Linked DNA regions of Rattus norvegicus: region 1 is linked to region 2. Evidence: chromatin contacts called from public Hi-C data. All regions are on one chromosome and are shown on one strand. The core of a region is the stretch at or near the end of the contact, and the rest is flanking DNA. Distances in the headings are between cores, read along the strand shown. Region 1 has its middle 82 kb from the start of Ppp2r5a. Region 2 holds the start of Ppp2r5a (protein phosphatase 2, regulatory subunit B', alpha).

Region 1 (3,506 bases), core at 368-2,867, 83 kb before region 2:
GGATCTTTGTGAGATCAGGACCAGTCTGGCCTACATAGTGAGTTCCAGGACAGCTACAGCTACATAGAGAGGTCCTGCCTCTCCCCCCAATTTCTTTTTTTTTTTTTTTGATTGGAGTTGCTGTGACAAGATTATGTAGCAGCAACACCGAGCAGTCCAGCCTCAGAGTCAGGCTGCTGGGGCTCACCTTGCTCTCTCCCATCATTCATTTCTTTACCCATTTGTCCCTGGCCCTGGGGCTTAGCATGGAAGAGGGGGCTTCTGGGCAGGATGCCTCTGGGGAGACTGCCCCCTCCACACCCCTTTATTTATGACCTTTCTTTCTTTTCCCCTCCACCAAATCGGATTTTGCTTTCTCCGCTGAGGTGGACGAGACAAAGCCTTGTGGTTAACATGCAGAAGTAGTCACTCACATCCAAACCCCTATTATCCCTGCAGAAGGGCTCCTCTCAGGGCTCTAGAACCCTTTACTGGTGCTTTCATTGCACAATTGCACTTGCCTGTCTTTGTTCGAATCTTGTAGGAGCGTGCAGAAGGAAGTTCATATGTAATCCCAAGGAAAGGGAAGACGTTTGCACCTACTATTGTCTTTTCCTGACCAGCTATCTCGTTGGGTTTTATTTTGTTTTCTGTTTGAGACTGACTTCCAACTCACCACATAGCTAAGGATGATCCTGGGTTTCTAATCCTCCTGTCTCCACCTTCCCCTTGCTGGGGTTGTAGTCATGTCTCGCCACACCCCAATCGCTGAGGTCTTATCTTAAAATTTTTCTTGGGTGTTCAAAATGTTGAAAAAAAAGGTCATTTAAAGGAATGGCAAGCAAATATTAGATACAAATAAAGAATAATTATATACTGGGCTAGCACCATGATGCCTCACCAGTTAAAGGAGATTTCCGCAAGGCTGAGGGTCTGAGTTTGATCCCTGAGACCCATGAGGAAGGAAAGAACTAGCACAAGCAAGTTCTCTCACCTGTACATATATGCCATGGTACACATGCAGGACCCTCCCACCCCCACTGCAAAACAGAATAAATGAAAAAAAGCAAAAAACGAAAACAAAAACTAAAGTTCAAAAGTGTCGGTATGGGGCTGGGGATTTAGCTCAGTGGTAGAGTGCTTACCTAGGAAGCACAAGGCCCTGGGTTCGGTCCCCAGCTCCGAAAAAAAGAACCAAAAAAAAAAAAAAAAAAAAAAAGTGTCGGTATATTAGGTCACTGTTAAATTGAGAACACCCTAGAGCAGCAACATCCCAAAAGCCACGTAGGTAAACTCAAATGGCCTAGCAGCCCCGTTTTAAAAAGTGGGTGAAGCTAATAAAATAATCACATTGTTATTTAAACTTATAATAATTATTAACTTAATGAGATATTTAACTTTCATGTAAACCTTTGGGGTCTGGTGGGTATTTTATACTTTTTGTATGAACAGCTACATTGAACAGCTACATTGTAAATGCCCTAAGCTGTCGTGTGTGGTTGTGGCTCCTGTATGGGACAGGATAGTTCCAAGTTTCTTGTTATTTCGTTCTCACCCAGCCAGGAAGGAAGCAAGTCCCCAGAGGCTGGTCTCTTTCAAGCCTCTTATTGCTGGCTAATTAAATCCCTAAGCAACGGCTGAGTCACTCTCAACTGTGGCAAACAATTTAAGAAATGTGTCTCAGAGCCAAGAACACAGCTCCCCACGTACAAGGAGAGAGGCCTTGGAGGAGGAAGAGTGTGGGAATCAGGTGCTTCTGTGTGGGAGGGAAGCGGTAAGCCATCACTAAAGGCTACAGAGGAACAGAGGAGAGAAAAAGGATCCCTGCTGAGTCATGTTCCTCCAGTCTTTACAGCCTCGCCCTGAGGCAGGACAGGGGCTTATGTCGTAGACACAGAATCCAAGATCATCAACACAAGGCTGGTGTGCGGCTCACCGTCTAACTCATTACCCCCGAGCTCCAGGAGAACACGCTCAGTGTGCATAGACTCTGGCACAAAGCTGTCCAAGTATGCAGTGTTTACATAGACCATTATCTGCATGATGCATACTCTATTTCCAGTCGGATCTCAGGTTCTAAAACGGTCTCCACGCTTCCCAGTAAAGGAACTGTTTCTTACCCCTCCTCTGCTTTTCCTTTTCCTCCACCCACTACCCGAGGTAGACTCCTTTGAGAAAAGCAGTGTGGATTGGAGGAAGCAGGAGACTGAGATAACAGAGATGGAGGCGGAGGATACTGAAGAGCCTCCTGGGAGTCAGCAGAAGGATACAGCGAATCCACAGGGCTGAAGAGCCTCCTGGGAGTCAGCAGATTTAGACATCTGTTTTAGGTCAGAGGAGGAGTGATTGCCAAAAGTGTATTTGTCTCAGAATATCCCATTGACCTCAGTCCTTGTGTGGTGAGTGTCAGTACTACTAGGTAATCCAGAGAGAAGGCATTTTCTCCCCAAGATGAGACGCTGTTGAAACAAAGCAAGGCTAATCCGGAGGCAGCTAGAAGGAGCAGCAACTATGCTGTGTTGATATGTTGGCTAGCCTCTTTCTAGCTGAACTGCCTGGACAGTTGCCCGAAGTGTCTCTGCTTCAGACTCTTTTTTTTTTTTTTAAAGTTTTGCTTGTGTTTATTTGATGCATATCTGTCTTTATATGATGTATGTATGCCTTGCTTGTATGTGCATTATGTATGTTTGGTTCCACATAAAGGGGGCCAGAAGAGGGCATCAGATCCCCTAGAACTGGAGTTACAGATGGTCGTGAGCTGCTGTATGGTACTGAGAACTGGACTCTGGTATTCTGCAAGAACAGACAATGTTCTTAAGGAATGAGCCATCTCCCCGGTCCCTCTACTTCAGACTCTTAATTTCAAAGCTCAACAAAAAAGATAATCTTACCACCTAGGGCTTTCTCGGAGAGTTGGTGCTTAAGAGTTTGCTTATGTGGGTAGCATGCAGCTGCTCCATGGTCTTATGCTAGAACCTTACCCAGAGCCAGCGGGGGAAGTTTGTTAAGAGTGTCCAGACTTTATACGGAGTGGGAAACTCTTCTGGGAGAGCAGACTCCCTTCTCCAAGAGGGGGAGGGTCACAAACAAGTCTCAATTGTTCCCTGCTCCAAGGCACTGGTGTACCAGAATATTAAGTGCTCATCTGAATGGGGCTAAGAATACTCAGAGGCCAAGCACGTGGTGGGAAAGTCATAGGCTATGGAAGCAGACAGGTCTCTAGGGGAACTCTGTCTCTGACCCCGGCAGGCTATGTCTGAGCCTGCTCCCCCATCATTGTGGTGAGGTTTATGACAGCTTTCTTTAAGCTTTGGGGTGAGGATTACTCAGGTCTCATGTATTATGGTCAGTAGAGTCAGGAGGGAGCTCTCCTTTAACACAAGACTCCAGAGTGCCTCTGTCCACATGCACCTGGCATGACAAAGAGCTGAATTTTCCGCAGAACTACTGACTGGCCATTGGTAGGCAGATCACTGATGATCAGTGATGCAAGCCATGGAAGTGAAGTGAGCCGAGGTAGGCAGTGG
Region 2 (3,767 bases), core at 194-2,693:
ACTGTTGAAGCTCATACGGATGCCCAAAGCTAACATGAGCAGTCCTTGGCTTTAAATATAAAACTTAGACGGAATCTCCTAGGAAGAGATCCCAAAACCCCAAATCAGCTAATCTGAACTTGGCTACAGATGACTGAAGGCTAAACTTGGGCTAAGTTCGAGACGGGAAACTTCTTTTCAGAGGGAGTAGACTTGCAGAGTTCTCTGAAGTGGTAGAAACGAGCTTGCCCAAACCCCACGCGAGATCAGCGCTCAGTGAACCGCGGCGCCGAGACCTTGGGAGCTACAAATGGATTCCCCAACCACCAATTACGCGGTTTAGGACCAGAGAGAACGAAGGCCCGCCCAGGAGCCTAGCACCGCGCTCCGATTGGACAAGCTCATTCCTCTCCCCGGGCTCTTTGGCCTGTCAATCACTCCGCTCTGACACGACCTCGGCCCCGCCCCCGCTCCACTGACGCAATGCCTGGCGTTCTTGGGCGCCCCGGCCCTCGCTTTAGGTCCTCATTGGTCCCCAGGACGCAGAGAGAAGGGGGGGACACTCTTCTGCTTTTTGAGCTGACTGTGTAGTTTCCCTCTCACTCGCTGTCTGGAGGACAATTAGAGTTGAAGCGTAGCGCCAGAGTACACGGAAGCCGACCGCGGCGCCGCGTTTCCCCTTTCTCCCTCCTGAGAGCTCTCCTTTACAGTTGTGACGCACAAGGCACCCCGCTCACTGACTTCACTTGCGATTGGTTGTGGCCCGCGTCTGTCACATAGCCCCCTCCCTCCTTCCCACCCAGCTATGGACTCTTGATAGACATCCGGGAGGCCACGCCCCCTCCCCGTCTGCCGCTTAGCTCTGCGATTGGTCGAGGGAACTGGCATGCTTTCCCGCCCCGGCCCCCTCCGGAGACTCGGGAGGCTAGTGGGACCCCGCGGAAGTTGTCAGTCAAACTCCTCCCTCCACCCCCCGCGAGGACCTCCCCCGGGCCGCGGGAGCGCGCACGCACGCGCACGGAGTCCCCCCTCGCCCGTACCAGCCACCCTCTCAAGTTGTAGCAGTTGCTACCCCGGGCGTGCTCCGTGGGCGGCCGGTGGGCGCGGGAGGCTGAGCGAGGGCGACTCTCCAAAGATCGGGGCGCGGGTGGCCGCCCCGGGCGATGAGGGGCCAGCGCTGACAGGAGAACGAGAGCTCGGCGGCAGCTCGCGCGGACCCGCGATGGAAGCGCCCCGGGAGGAGGCTCCCGGCCGGGCGGACGGCGCGGGCAGCAGCCGCTGAGGATCTGCCCGGGCTCGGCGCGCCAAGGGGCCGCGAGGCGCGCCCGGCGTCCGCACCCGCGCGCTCTCCCCAGCCGTCCAAACTTCGGGCTCGCCTCCGCCCGCCCTCGGCGCCGGGCGTCAGCAACTTGTGCGGCCCGCGCGCCCCCGCCCTCCCCTCCGCCAGCCCCGGGAGGTGGCCTCGCGGCGCGGGGATGCGGCTGTGAGGCGCTGTCGGGTGAGGAGCAGCTTGCGGAGCGCGAGGGCGGCGCGGCCGGGGCCCGGGACGCAGGGGCGCAGGCTCGCCGTGCCCGTCCCCGTGCCCCGCCGATTTCCCGGGCCAGTCGCCTCGGCAGGCGCCGAGCGCCCGGGTCGCCGAGATGTCGTCGCCGTCGCCGCCCGCACCAGTTGCCTGCGCCGCCATCTCGGCCTCGGAGAAAGTGGACGGCTTCACCCGGAAATCGGTGCGCAAGGCGCAGAGGCAGAAGCGCTCTCAGGGCTCGTCGCAGTTCCGCAGCCAGGGCAGCCAGGCGGAGCTGCACCCCCTGCCCCAGCTCAAAGGTAACCCCAGCTGCCCCTGCTCCGCGCTCCCGGAGCAAGCCCCACTCCCCTTCCCACCTGCGCGCTTGCCCCACCTGCCCTGCCTTGGCGACTCCAGGGTCGCCAGGTACCTGCGTTCCCTTTCGTCGTCCAGTCCCCCTACTCCCTACTCCGCTGAGCCTCGGCTCTGGTTTTCTCCACGCTTAGCTAGTTCATCACTTTCTCTACTTGTCCCTCAGTCGCCACATCCAGGGTCCGAACAAACTGCTGCCGAGTTAGCTGGCCTGTAGGTTTAGCTATACAGAACTAGCTTGAAACCGGGACCAAGTGACACCTTACAGTCTCGTTAGACGTAAATGTTATTTCATAGAAGACCTCGATTGTCTTTGGAGAGGTTATGAAGGAATCGTGTTTCTTTGTAGTGCAACGGGAACTTGGTTCGCACGGCTGTGCTTCCAAGGACTTTTGTAAGGTTTTGTAAGTAAATTCAAATTGGTATCCGTGCCTAATGCCTCGCAGGAATGCTTGGCACCCCTTTTGGCTTACTTACTTTTCCCACCACGTTTGGGGACTTTTCACGAGTTGTTTACTGGTTCTGGCTTATTCTTTGAGAATTACTATCTTTTGATTTACTAATTTCACATCCTTGCCTTTTATGAGCTAGATGTCATTAGTGGAAACGATAATCACGTTCCTAGATATTTAAGAAATTCTTGTAACCTGATAGAAACCTAGAGAATGATTTACAAGGCCAAGAAATTAAAGACTCATGCCAAAATAGATAAATGATCAGCAGATTTTTCAATTCGTTTGACAAAGATCCAGCATCCCTTTCAAGGCCAATCTGGTTGTGATTTGTCTTTGAGTCTATGAATCCTCACTTAGTTTGGCAAGGAGTGTAAAGAAAACCCTAGATCAAATCAACAGTTGACCAGCAAGAGCTTGGAACCCCATTTAGACTCTACATCTGCCTCTAGGGGTGCTTCTGAATCAAGGACGTACCACAGGGTAGACTCACACGGACTTTGGAAAATAGTTTATGTTTGGTGTGTGCTGTCTCGTTTGTTGATTGATTGCCCTTTAACATGCCAGAATTGTTCAAACTGATACAGCACAGTCAGTGGAGTGCAGCCAGAGCCGAAAAGTAACCCTGTCCTACCTATTAGGATAGTGAATTGCTATTCAGAGGTTTAAGCTTTTATACTTAAATTAAAAAGTTATTTTATTCTTTGATTGGTTTTAATTAGTTTATCGTGTTAATTTTAGTTCAAAAGTCTCGATACTAGCATTTTTTCATATGTATTTAATTTGCTAACGTGGTTTTCTTCTTAGTGTTGTACTTCTTAGTTCCTCTGATCTAATAATTGAATTTTGAACATCTGGTTAGTCTCAAGAGATGCCTCTGTGATAGATTTTGCCTTTAAGACTGGCAAATTCACAGATCAGTAATCAGATTCAAAGTTACATGATATTTGATTGAAGATGTAGCAGGTATGGCCAATGTTTTCAGGTATAGAATTTGGTCGGTAGTTAAAAAAAAAAAAAAATTGAAACCCTAGGTTAATTTCAGGCATTTGCATGTATAGTGTTCCTCATAAGGTACTATTCATGATAAGCTGGTGCAGATTCAATTGAGGAAGTACAACGTTTTACTTGAAAATAAAACCCTCAGTAGGAAAAACAGCTTTAAATTCAGTTGTCAAAAGGCTTGAAAAGTGTTTTGGGTTTTTTGTTTGGTTGTTTGGTTGGTTTGGTTTGGTTTTTGTTGTTTTTTTTTTTTTTTTTTTTAATTTAGTTGTTTTACTTGGTACTTTGGCAGTGCCCTTGATACCACCGTGTGGTGAGCTTTTTCTGTCAGTAGTATTTTCCCCCATTTGTGGGCTTAACAAAAACAACAGCAGAAAACCCTTTCGTATGAGAGAGAATTTCTCTTACTGCTCTGAAATACAATCTTACGGTGGAGTGATTCAGATATCTGTGGGCATCCA

What was found. A called contact is a pair of places that touch in the nucleus more often than the background predicts.
Region 1: a contact with region 2 is called in a Hi-C map of prefrontal cortex, with 2.3 times the contacts expected there. The contact joins the enhancer-like site here to the promoter of Ppp2r5a in region 2. A contact is called at or near these places in 4 of 12 Hi-C or Micro-C datasets (Schwann cells, frontal cortex, mammary epithelial cells and 1 more) and 1 of 1 datasets of contacts at active chromatin or transcription factors (oligodendrocytes).

Annotation. Positions count from the first base shown.
Region 1 is chr13:105,587,447-105,590,952 of GRCr8, reverse strand. No RefSeq gene overlaps it. Among named protein-coding and RNA genes, the nearest start is that of Ppp2r5a, 82 kb to the right of the region's middle. Within about 2 kb of position 1,617, at least 57 of the 93 cell types and tissues checked have an H3K27ac peak or open chromatin away from gene starts, as enhancers often do. A contact at or near this core is called in prefrontal cortex, where this site is marked.
Region 2 is chr13:105,504,443-105,508,209 of GRCr8, reverse strand. It overlaps Ppp2r5a (protein phosphatase 2, regulatory subunit B', alpha), which reads left to right and starts at 1,443. Exons shown (of 13, transcript NM_001107891.1): 1 at 1,443-1,800. The coding sequence starts at 1,620.